2 separate regions of the Anas platyrhynchos genome follow, and region 1 is linked to region 2. Evidence: chromatin contacts called from public Hi-C data. All regions are on one chromosome and are shown on one strand. Each heading gives the region's core, a stretch centred on a gene start, on an enhancer-like site or on the middle of the called end of the contact. The rest is flanking DNA. Distances are from core to core; before and after follow the strand shown. Region 1 holds the start of JPH3 (junctophilin 3). Region 2 holds the start of SLC7A5 (solute carrier family 7 member 5).

The links. Hi-C and Micro-C count contacts between places; a contact is called where the count stands out from the background.
Region 1: a Hi-C map of skeletal muscle shows a contact between it and region 2, with 2.1 times the contacts expected there. The contact joins the promoter of JPH3 here to the promoter of SLC7A5 in region 2. A contact is called at or near these places in 2 of 8 Hi-C or Micro-C datasets (skeletal muscle and subcutaneous adipose tissue).

What each region holds. Positions count from the first base shown.
Region 1 is chr12:2,448,023-2,454,182 of IASCAAS_PekinDuck_T2T, forward strand. JPH3 (junctophilin 3) reads right to left here and starts at 2,165. Exons shown (of 5, transcript XM_038185490.2): 1 at 1,398-2,165. The coding sequence starts at 1,779.
Region 2 is chr12:2,318,076-2,323,887 of IASCAAS_PekinDuck_T2T, forward strand. It overlaps SLC7A5 (solute carrier family 7 member 5), which reads left to right and starts at 3,241. Exons shown (of 10, transcript XM_027465794.3): 1 at 3,241-3,953. The coding sequence starts at 3,341. It overlaps CA5A (carbonic anhydrase 5A), which reads left to right. Exons shown (of 7, transcript XM_005009438.6): 7 at 1-171.

The DNA.
Region 1 (6,160 bases), core at 915-3,414, 130 kb after region 2:
GCAGCGAGGCGGCACGCGAGTTCAGGGCACGCAGAAAATCCCCCACATCCCCTCCTGACCCTGCCGAAGGCGAGAGACCGTGACTGTGCTCCCAGCGAGCTTTCTTCCCAGCCGAAGGGCTGCCAGGATTTCGAGATGACTCGCAAAGACAAACCCACCGGCTTCCAGCTAAACCCCCAGCATTATTCCAGGCGTCTGAAACAAAAGGTTGCGGCTCGGTTGCAGCCGCCGGTAGGAAATTATCCTTAAAAATAAAGAGCTCGTTCCACCTTTCCCTCAGGGAGCAGAAAAGGGCAGCTGCAGGTGCCATTTCATCTCGCCTCCCTGTACCAGCACCGAGCAGCACACTGGGGTTTTCTAGAGAAAGCTCTTGCAGCACCTTTCAGGAAGGCTGCGATGGAGCTCAGCAACACTGCAATTTCCTGAACGTGGCCCTCCTGGAAAACGATAACGCCTTAAAAAAAAAAAAAAACAAAAAGAAAAAATAAAAAGGAGCCAGCTTTAGATGAACACACCCAAAAAACAACGGGGCAGCACTGCTGAGAGCCCCCGGCTGCTGGCAGGTAGGCCCAGCTCGTATTATGGAGGCAGTTCAGATGGAAGTAGCCACAAAACATCAGGGAGGATGATACAGCCACTTAGGGCACAGCACCAGCTGGTTTTCCTAGTTTGGCCTTAAAGCTTGTTAGGCCAGCAATTTTTGATCACTCCAATTGGGTTTTCATGTTTTTCCTTTAATCCTCGCTTCCCCTCCACATCTCGTTAAGCCGCGTTGACGGCAGAGAATAGCTTTTGTGATCCCTCTGAGCCCCTACGCTAAGCATTAAGCCGTAAACTAGGAATGTAAGACTCTTGTCTGAATTAAAGTCTTTTGCCTGGTATGATTTATTAAGTTGGAGGGCTGCGTTTGGAGGGGCTGCAAGGCAGGGCGCGCATGCAACGACCTCGACCCCTCGCCAAAAGCATTTGCAGCAAAGGAGCTGCTCCCCCTGCTCGCTCCAGCCCCCTCTGGTTTGCTCCATCCACTCCATGCCAATCCTACAGGTTACAGTGGTGCAGTCATCACTGCGAATCCCATGTGCAACTCGGGTCGTCTCCCAGCAGCTTGGCCCACTCCATCCTCCCACCCCATGGGCGAGGGCTGGGCATCCCCCGTGCCCCAAGGCCAGCACCCCAAAAAAAGCCTCGCCAGCGTCAGGGGAGAGGGCCTGGTGCTCGGAGGACATTTGGGGCTACCTGTGGCAAGGAGGTGCCACGCGGGGCTGGTTCCTCATCTCCCATGGGGTGCGAGCATCCGAGCACCCCCGGCTCCAGGAGGGCAGGCTGCAAACTCGCAGGGGCTGGTACCCACACACCGCATCCCGCCCCGGCTCGGAAGGGACCAATGCATCACCTACCTCCATCCGAGTAGGTCTCTGTCCCGTAGCCATCCTGTAATCCATTGCTCCAGGTGCCTTCGTACTTGGCCCCGTTTCCAGTGCATTCTCGGACCCCGTACCGTCCCTTAAATCCATGGGTCCACTCGCCTTTGTACACCCACTTCCCCTTGCTCTCCATGCCAATGCCATGGCGCTTGCCCTGCGCCCAGGTGCCCTGGTAAGTGTTGCCGCTGGGCCAAGTGTAGACCCCCAGCACCTCAAAGCCGTGACTCCAGGAGCCCGAATATTCACCTTGACCCTTCGGGCCGGTACAGATTCCGTGGCCATGAGCCTTTCCGTCCTCCCAGCCTCCACAGTACGACCCTCCATCGTCAAAATTAAACCTTCCCCCACTGGACATGCATGTAATTCGGTTTGCAAATCCCCCAAAAGGTGAAAAAAAAAAAAAAAAAAAAAAGAATGCAGGAAATAAAACGGGAACGATGACTTGGAAAAAAATAAAAATAAAAAATATTCAAATCAGATCAGATCAGATCGAAATCATGCACCAGATCCAGGCAGCTGCTTAAGCCAGTTTCTTGCGATTATTCATTCTCTGGGAGTATGTTCGGGATCAGTTCTCTCTTCCCCTGCTGTGGAAACAGGATCATTAAAAAAAAAAAAAAAAAATAGCAGCAAGAACAGCAGCAGCTATTGGGTTTTGGTGCAAACGACTCCACCTAAAAACCATCCACGGCAGGGAACGGGGGTGGGGGCAGGAAAAAAAAATAAAAAATGGGGGGGGGGAGGAAAAAAAATTATATATATGTATAAAAAAATAAAAAGAGGCCAAATGCCAAGAGAGCGAATTGATGCCCCGGCCGGCTGCGGAGCCCTGCGCCCCCCGCGGGGCAGGGCCGCCCCCCCCCGGGACCCCCTCGCCCCCCGGCCCGGCCTTGGGGGGGCCCCGCGGGCGGCTGGCAGCGGCACTGCGGGGGTGGCGACCGCAGCCCCCCGCCCCTAAAAGCCCGGCGCCTCCTGCGCTCCCCGGCAAACCTGGCTGCGGCTGCTGCTGCTGCTGCTGCTGCTGCGGTGGCCGCTGGCCCAGCCCAGCCCAGCCCGCATGCCGCCCCCCCGGGGGGCTTGGGGTGGAAGGGGCGAGGGTCTCCGCTCGCCCCACGGCCTCCCCCTTCCTTTTTTCGCCTTCCCTTTCCCTCCCGCGGGGCTAAATCCTGCTTAGGAGCGAGCGGGGATCCTGGGCTCTCCGCTCTGCCTCATCGCCAGGCTCCGGGTGGATTTAAAGAGACAGCGGCTGCGTCGCCACAGCCTCCTGCCCCCCTCCTCTCCCCTCCCCCGGCTTTATTCCTCTCGCCCGGCTCCCTCCGAGCCTTCCCCACTCGTGGCCGGGACGCGAAGGGGGCGGCCGGACCCCGCTGTGGTGCCAGGGGCTCTCCAGGGCGGTGCGCGCCGCAGCGCCCATCCCCAAATTAATTCAGCTGCCCTCTCCCTGCGGCATCGCGCGAGGGTCCCCGGCCTTGGGCTGGAAGGAGAGAGGCAGCAGAAGGCCCACGGTGGTCAAATCCCAGGGGTTTTTGGGGCTGGGAGGAGGAGGAGGAGGAGGAGGAGGCAGGAGGTGCAGCGCGCTTCGCGCCTCTGGGGCGCACGGGGTCCCCGTCCCGCAGCGCGCATGCTGCTGGCAGAGCACGCCACGAGTTTGTTCATGTGTCGGTGTGTTTGCATCAATGCATGAGTGCGGCGAGGCTCGGGGATGAAAGGGGGAGCTGCGCTGGGCAGAAATTAAATTTCGCTTTGTGCCGGCAAAGCGAAATCCGTGACTTGTCCAAAAACGTGGTGCTTCTGGAAAATATCCCCGCCTCAGATGCAGCGGCTCCTGGCTGCGTCCTGCCAGCCCCACTGCTGTTCCTGGTGCTAGTTCTCAGCCCAGACTTGGATTTGAGACCCGGCTGGGCAAGGAGGCCAGGAAAGCAGCCCTGGCGATGAACCCCGTGGGATTTCAGCCCACAAAAATCCCCCAGCAGAAGGGGCCGGGTGGGCACCTGCCTCCCGTGCCCACCTACGGGGACCTCTCCAGCTCCAACCTCCCACGCAGGTGTTTTTCTGTCTCAATGCTTTTTTCTTGTCCAGTTGCTGAAGCACAAAGCCTCCCTCGTCTGGGGGAAAGGCTTTGCCAGAGCTGGAGGGATGCGACCAGAGTGGGTGGAAATTCTCCCACTGAAGCCTTTTTTCAGTGGAAAATGTCTTCTCAAACTACACCGAGTCCTTCATGAATGCAGTAACTGTGCTCTGTATACATTGTTTTTGTTTTTGTTTTTGTTTTTCCCCAAAATCCCACACTTCAGGTACTGCATTTTTTGACAGCTGCAAACTGCCATTTTTTTTCGTGAAGAAAGACTCTGGGTGGAAACCTCCGAACTCTCCAAGAAAAATGCTACCAGGGAAATTACTTAAATGCAGATTTTTGTCTGAGAAAAAAAAAAAAAAAAAAGAACTTCCAACCCCTTTCTGTTGTTTTCTCTGTTTTTGTTTGTTGGACTGATTTTTTTACATGGTTATAGTAGTTTTACACGTTAATTGGCGTGTTAATTAATAACCAGCTATTCCTTCTGTGGAGAACAAGGTAGAGAGACCAGAGGCTGTGCCGGTGCACTCGCCCACGTGCTCTCCATCCCTGACCAGTGCGGGGGCTGCTTGCTGTGGTTCCAACCCTATCCCCCAAATACATCTGGTTTTCACAGATTTTACCCAGAGGCCAGGAATCAGTTTAAAATAAAATCTCTCTCCACGTTATCTGCAGTTTTACTGCCCTGGGGTGTCCTTTCCAGACCAGTTAGTATCTCCTGTGTGCCGCTGGTGTGCGGAGGCTAAGGGAGAGGAAATTCAAGGTTAGATTTCACACCAGCCCCAAATACCAGTGGGAAGATGCTCTGACCACCAACAAGTGCCAAGTTCACCTCCGCAGCCGCTGTGCCTGGGGCCAGGCTGCCCTGCCACAGCAGCAGGAATCCCCCAGTACCTCTGCCGAGCTCTGGAGACATTTCCCTGGAGGGTACAGGCAGCATTAAATAGGACTGGCAAGTTTTTTTTGAAATAAAAAATATATATAAAAGGTAAATCAAAGGATGCAAAGAGAATTATCTGCATCAGCAGAGCAACAATACCCAGCAGAGGGGGGAATTTCTGAATGGCTCAGACCTCCTTCTCCAAAGGTATCTCCTCCCAAGGGTATCTCCTCCTCCAAGGGCATCTCCATCTCCGAGGCCACCCCCTGAGCCAGGAGGGATGCTCCCCGCCAAACCTGGCAGAGCAGGGGGGAAGCGGCACCGAAAGCTGGCCTCAAGTCATTAGCAACATGGAAATAAATGATCTGGAGCGTGTCTGGATCAATATGTTGGGTGAGAAAGGACAAGGCAAGGGGTGTCTGCAACAGACTGCCACGCTGCAGCAGGGGCTCAATGCGATCTGCTCCTTTAAGCAGCCGTGGCCGTGGTGTCTAATAAAATCCTGGTGACCACCAGGGACTTCAGACGGAGCGATGTGCACGGGAGGTCTCCAGCTGATGGTATTAAAATGTCCTTAGAATTTCGGAAAAAAAATATAATTTCCTAATGCAAAAAATACTGCCTCCAACACGAGGGAATTCCCCGTTAGACCTTGCCCTGACAGGTGAAGACGAATTTCGCACTGAACGAGGTGCAAAAATCATGGCTTGATTATATTTGCTATGTGCAAATGAAGCAAAGCTCAAAGCGGATATATTTATATATACTTGGCACTTTAAAAGGTCCCGTTTCACAAAGCAGAAAATAATTACAAGTCAAATCAATTTGGGGAAAGAATTTAGATGAAAAATGTGTTGAAAAGGGAGAAGCCTTTAAGGATATTTAACCCCCAAAGCAGTAACGCAGACAGAAATCTTTGTTAAGAGAAACAACATGGCTTGGAAAGGAAGTGAAAGAGCCGCCAAGACTAACACATAAAACATAAACATGGAAAAAGAAGAAAGGGGAAACTGGTAGTAATTAATAAACCTCAGATGCTGGGGAAATTAAAGACAGAAGGAAAATTTCCTAGAAAAGGAGCCTTGCGGTAGCATCGGGCCAATATTACACAGAAATGGGAGGTTTGTCAATAACGTAGAAAAGGCAGAAATGTTTGGTGCAAGTTTCTGCCTGGTATCTGGCTGAAAGAAGAAAAAGTGCTAATAAATTCATAACATCGAGTTTGGTGTTGTTAAACCAGCAGATCTGAATAACTCAGGGGGTTATTCGGTAGTAATAACTACTGGTAGTAACTAAAGGAGTACAGGGGGTGAACAAAGAGCTGTCCGGAGGGTTAATTGGGATTTTCAGTAGGTCTTGGAACAGCCTCCAAAAATGCTGGAGGATTTTAGGGCTTTTAGCTCGGGAGGGACCGCCGACAATTAATGGAAGCGCTGCCACAGCTTGGTAGATGAAGAATTCAAAGAGAGCAACACAATGAATGGTGAAGGGGAGCTTAGGGAAAATTGATGGTGGTAAGCTCGCCGATGAGGTTAGAGGTTTGTTTGGTGGAGATAATCGTACCCAGGGTACTGCCAGCCTTCTGCACAGCCCTTGGCTTGGTCCCACGCAACGGGCTGATTGGGAAGCGGCACAAAATCAACAGGGCCTGCATTAAATAGACTGAAACTGCATAACTGATGGGGCTCCCACCTTGGCTCCCAAGTTTTTTGAGGATTTCTGCATGTCTCTCCTGGCTTGGATGGGTCACAGCCACCACCTCACCCAGACCAAGCAGCCGTA
Region 2 (5,812 bases), core at 1,991-4,490:
CTAAAATAATTGTCTTTGTGGCCAATATATGTAATGGGGAATGCTTTTTATTCTCCTAGGATACAGGCCTTTCTTTTCAGTTTTTACTTGATGGAAAGAAACTTGTAGCTGCTGTGTTTTTAAACTGTTAAATTAGTGTGCAACTATGCAATAAAGAAACAGAGAAACCTGTGTCTCTATTTCATTGTGTAACTAAGCTCTCCAAGCTAGAAAGTAGATTTTCTGTCAAGAAAATAATATAATTCATCCTTCAGAATGAGCCAGTTCATTATGAGCGGAGTCTAATCAGATGTCAGACATGGTGATACTTCAGTCTGTGACAGCCTGCTGAACCGTATTGTAGTTGCAATGAAAGAACAATGACCTCTGTGTTGCAGCTGCACTGAGGGAAGGATATCTAATTGTTTGTTACATTCAGCTAGATGCAACATGCTGTCTAAAATGGGATTGCAACTTTCTAAGCTCTTTACTAAGCTACCTTGTTTGATGTTTAGTATTAAACTTGACCTAAAGAAACTGTCGGTGAATTTTCTTTCTCTGTTGTGTAATTAGTGTTGATAAAACCGAGTGGTCTGATGTGTGGTATAACTCAGAGTTTCACATTTAGTGTTTTTTGTAGTGCTTCTACCATTAGATTTAAGAATGTTCTTGAATAACCTTTAAAAAAATTAAAATGAATTTTACTAGTGATAATTGACTAATCGGGTAAAACAAGTATTCATTTACCTGACTCACAGCTAGCCAGGCTTAGGGTCTAGGTGTCATACAGATATGTTATGCTAAGCTGAATTTATTCAAATAAGTTTCCACTTCTGATAGAAGAGTTAGGAGGCTGTGTTCCTGGTTAAGGAATTCAACCCTAAAAATAGTTGCAGACAATACTTCTATGTAAGGACTCCAAAACTGTGGTAGGCAAGCCATTTCAGTAGGAAGAAAGATTGGCACAGGTTAAGAGTAATGCCAACTCCACTAATACTATTTAAGGGTTCAAAAAGCTAACACCACTTCTTTACCTGTCAAAAAAAAAAAAAAAAAAAAGCTTAGATGCTCTTGCAGTAGCATAGCTTGAGCAATTGGTTAAAGAAATAGCTTATTTGGTTCCAGTAGGCTGTCTTATTTTGATCAAGGCAGGTCTCCTGATAAATGGTTAACAACATGCACATTAATTCTAACAAATGACCAATTTACTTCTGGTGTTGGTAGTTATTTGCCTTTCTGACAAACAATTTTTACTGACTTTCTTTTTGATGTGACAGACCTGAAAAGCCTGAGTATTAGCATATGGAGAACTGATTGTATAATCAAATCGTCTTCTAAGATTGTGCAGGATGACTTGAGGGCCTGAAGAGATTTAATGTTTGCAGTTAGAACTGATAATACTACTACTTAGCACTTGTGAAGCGCTTTGAAGATGTAAAGCACTATCTGAACACACCCTAACACCGCAACTGCGATGGAGAAACAGTTGCAGAATTAACTCTGGTTAATATGCAGTAGAGCCAGGTATGTGTTGACTTCAAATGTGGCGGTTCAGTGGCAGTTGTGTTACTACTCCGCTGCTTCTTGATCCAGGGATTTCTAAATAGAAATGATGTCAAAACTGAGCCTGAAGTCTGCAAATTCTTGGCTGCCAGGCTGTTAATAAATTCCTGTTTTGGAATAATTGGATGCAGAGAGAAAAAGATAACTTGGTCCCATCGTTGTGAAAGCTAGTGGAAATTTCTGTGACTTAGCTGTAATATCAGGAGTAAAATACCTATTGGCAAGCAGCTGAGTTATTTGTCTTCAGGTAAGAACCTGGTTTAGAGCACTGGTGAAGTAAATCTCTTGAATGACTGTTCACTCAAGTTTGCAGCTAAATTTGGAGCATGCATCTTGCTCCGGTTCCAGTCTTGTCTGCTGGATCCTCGTGTAGCAAGGCTAACACCCAGGCAATCCTGTATGTAGTAGGCACTTGGTTTTTTTTCCTAGCTGTATGGGCCTGTGAATATTTTGCCTAGGATAAATGAGATATGATGACAAGTAAATGCTGGCAAATCTTACTTTGAAAAATAATCCGTTTAGATTGCAATCATGTAGCCTGGGTGATGGGGTTAATGTTAAGCTAGTAGGCTGAAAAAAATACTTGGGATTTCAGGAAAATTGTGTGATTTTGTCCACAGCGTATTGCTGTGGTTTTTTATTATTATTTATTAATACTTTTCATAATCTATACGATCTCTTCGGGATCCCATTTCTCTTTGAAAACTAGAACAATGTGCTCGGTGCAGATACAATTTTTGTCTATGCTTTCTTCCTAAATAGGGATGCTTACATAAATCAGGGAGCGCCGGGGTCCTTATGCAGTTGTGGTGAGCAGCCAGTAGGTGTCAGCTTCTGATAAGTGCTTCTGGATGCTGCTTGAAGATCAAAAGGGGTCATGATGCCAAGTACCTGTGCAAGCTACCTGCAAGGGTTACTAAAGTGTTGCTTTTTTCCCAGAAATACAGATCTCACGTTTCTGAGGTGTCTTCCAGAAAACCTGACCTACCCTAGTGCCTGTGTTGATGGGTGTCAAACTTGCAAGGAGGAGTGTGGTACGGGCAAGAAGGACACTGGCCTTGGGTTTGGGAGCTTGGGCATGGCTTCTTATAGGACACCCGGACTCGCTTGCTGAGCTACAGCTCCTCAAAGGTACCGTGCCCAGCTCTCAAGGGCAGCTTTTGTTGCGCAGAGTCCAAGCTTCCAGGCTTTTTGCCCGTATCTCCTATCCTAGAAGGACAAGAGGCATTTGTTAAAGAATGTGTTCCTCGGGCACTGTTGTGAACTTGCATCCAAGGACATTCACGAGGCAATTCACTGAGACAGGGGCACGGAGGTTGCTTGTTCTGCCTGAGTGCTTGCCAGGTCGGCTTTAAAAATATATATATGATCTTTCAGGTGATCGATGAGAAATGGCAGGCAGCTTTCTGCAGTGCCTCTGCAGAAAGGAGAGTGACACAGCAGCAGGCCTTGGCTCCGTGTCCGTGTGAACAAGGCTTTATACCGGCAGCAGAGACAGGGGGAGACGCGAATTTAGCCAAATTTCTGGCACCGAGCTCCGCTGTGCGTGAGGCACCCGGCGGGCGGCGGCACCACCACCGCCTCCCCTCCATCCTCCATCCTCCTCCTCTCCTCCTCCCCTCAGCGAGGAGGCCGTCCTGCGGGCGGCTTCCCCGCCTCATACGAGAGTCCCTCCCCGCTCGCCGCCCCCCCCCCGGCGCCTCACAGGGCACAAAAGGGGCGGCTGCATGGTGGCGGCCCCAGCGCCCGGCCGCGCCCGCCCCGCTCCGCTCCGCGCCCCGCTCCGCGCCCCGCCGCCATGTCGGGCAGCGGCGGCCCCGCCGGCACCGGCAGCACGGTGAAGAAGAGGAGCCCGGCGGGCTCGGCTTCCTCGCTGGCTCAGGAGGAGGAGAAGCAAGCGATGGAGAAGATGCTGGAGGCGGCGGGCGGAGGGGCGCAGGAGAACGGCTGCGCCCGCTCGCCCTCGCCGCCCGCCGCTGAGGCTGAGGGAGAAGGGGAAGGGGTGGCCCTGCAGCGCTCCATCACGCTGCTCAACGGCGTGGCCATCATCGTGGGCACCATCATCGGCTCCGGCATCTTCGTCACCCCCACCGGGGTGCTGCGGCAGGCCGGCTCGCCGGGCTTGTCTCTGGTGGTGTGGGCCGTCTGCGGGGCGTTCTCCATCGTGGGGGCTCTCTGCTACGCCGAGCTGGGCACCACCATCACCAAGTCCGGCGGGGACTATGCCTACATGCTGGAGGTGTACGGCTCGCTGCCCGCCTTCCTCAAGCTCTGGATAGAGCTGCTCATCATCCGGCCCTCCTCGCAGTACATCGTGGCCCTGGTCTTCGCCACCTACCTGCTCAAGCCCATCTTCCCCACCTGCCCGGTGCCCGACGATGCTGCCAAGCTGGTGGCCTGTCTGTGTGTCCGTAAGTAGCCGCTGTCCTGCTGCACGGCTCCACGTGTCTCCTGCTTGCTCACCAATTTCCTCCTTGCATGCAGCAAAACCCGGCCACAGCAGCTGGCTCCATCCCCGTGCTGGTTGCAGGCACGTTTTTTGGCTCTGTTTTGAATGATGCGAGTGGAAAGCACGGCACCATCCCAAATAATTCAAGCACGAGGATTCCCTGGCTGGCGATTTTGGCCTAGGGAGCCCCTGTGATTTGGGACTTGCAGCAAGCGCACACGATAAATGCGGTGTGGGTTCGGTGCGTGCGCTGGGATGGGATTTCTGCTGTCCCCAGCACTTCGGGGCTGCTGTGTGCGGGTTGGGGTGGGAGCTGCTGGGGCCGGGGAATTATCTGCTGCCAGCAGTTGGTGCTGAATGTGGCCTGTGCTGCACCACCCAGCTGTTTGCTGCACCGCTTTTGAGGCATTTCTCAGCTCCATGTGCACTGACACCATGCTTGGAAACTGGGGTTATTGCTTTCTTTTTTGCTAGCAAATGTTAATTCCTGTGAGCGGGTGCCTCACAGAGGAGTTCATTTGTGCCACAATGAACTTAACGGCTGCTGGTGTCTCTGCTGTGCCACGTGCTGCTGCAGCTCTCATCTTTTCTCTGGTATCTTGAGGTCTGGGGCTTTGCCAGTGAAGCCCCATTTTGTGTTCCTCTGGCAACTGCAAAGTCACCCCATCCAGATCCCCCATTCTTTAAAATCTGGATGTTTTTCTGCCTTTCTTCCCTTATTTCCTAGCCAGTCGGTGTTCCCCTCCACTGGTAGTTGCTGTGCCATTGTAAATAAACGTTCAGAGAGGAGCTATTCTATTTATTTATTTATTATATAAAACATTTATTTGGTGTGGGAAGTTAGTCGTGTGATTTTTATTTTCTGAGGTTGTGAAGAGAAGCCCGTTTGTGCTGTCCAAAGGGAGATTGTGTTAGAGTCCTTCACCCTCTGAGGATCGCAGGCATTCACAAGTTGTAGCACGTGGTCTTTGCGGGAAGATATATTATCTGTAAATGTCTTCATACACAAGGGACCAAGTCTTTTGATAGATACTGTATATGACTAGCCAGCAGATATAATAACATAAGCAACAGCAGGGCAGCAAACTGTACAATAATTAACAACATAATCAAGAATAACCTACTTTTCATCTGCAGGAACTCTGCCAAAAGAGCTTGGTTCAGGTGTCTCTGTTCCCATTTTACTGGTCAGAAAATAAATACAAGCGTAAAGTAGACTTGCCTGCAGCAAGATCTCTTCAGAGACAGGGCGGATTGCATCATGACACTTCTTGATGCCAGCTTTCCTTCCCACTTTTTCTTCTCTAATAAATAGTATAAGTTTCTGCAGCTTTCTTATGCTAGCAATTAGTAGTTTTCCCGAAGCAGAATTTGTTCTTGACCCTTTACCTTGAAACGCCAAAGAAAGAGTTGCTGGTTCCACAAATCTGCGTCATTTCCATGTGTTTCTTCTTCAAGCTTTACTCCCACCACCCCTGGCTACTAGATTGTTTATGCTTTGGGTTAAATCTTTCTTTGTCTCCTCTGCTTTAAAAGGTTAGTTCATCGCGCATTGCCTTCAGCAAGTTAGTTCTCTGCAACTTTGATTTCTGGAGTTAGCTTTCCTGCTGTCTGGTGCCAAAACCACATCATGAAATGGGAACAATAAACGAAGTAAATCTGGTCCAAGGACTAAGCAAATCACACAAAGCTTCCACGGACTAACAAGCCGCTTGCTACGTGGTTGTTCCAGGCATGCCCCTACCCAGTGACTGTGTTTTTTGTTGGTTCTTTTTTTCAGGAGCCTTAGTGTAGGAAATCTGGTCATACACTCTAGAGCAT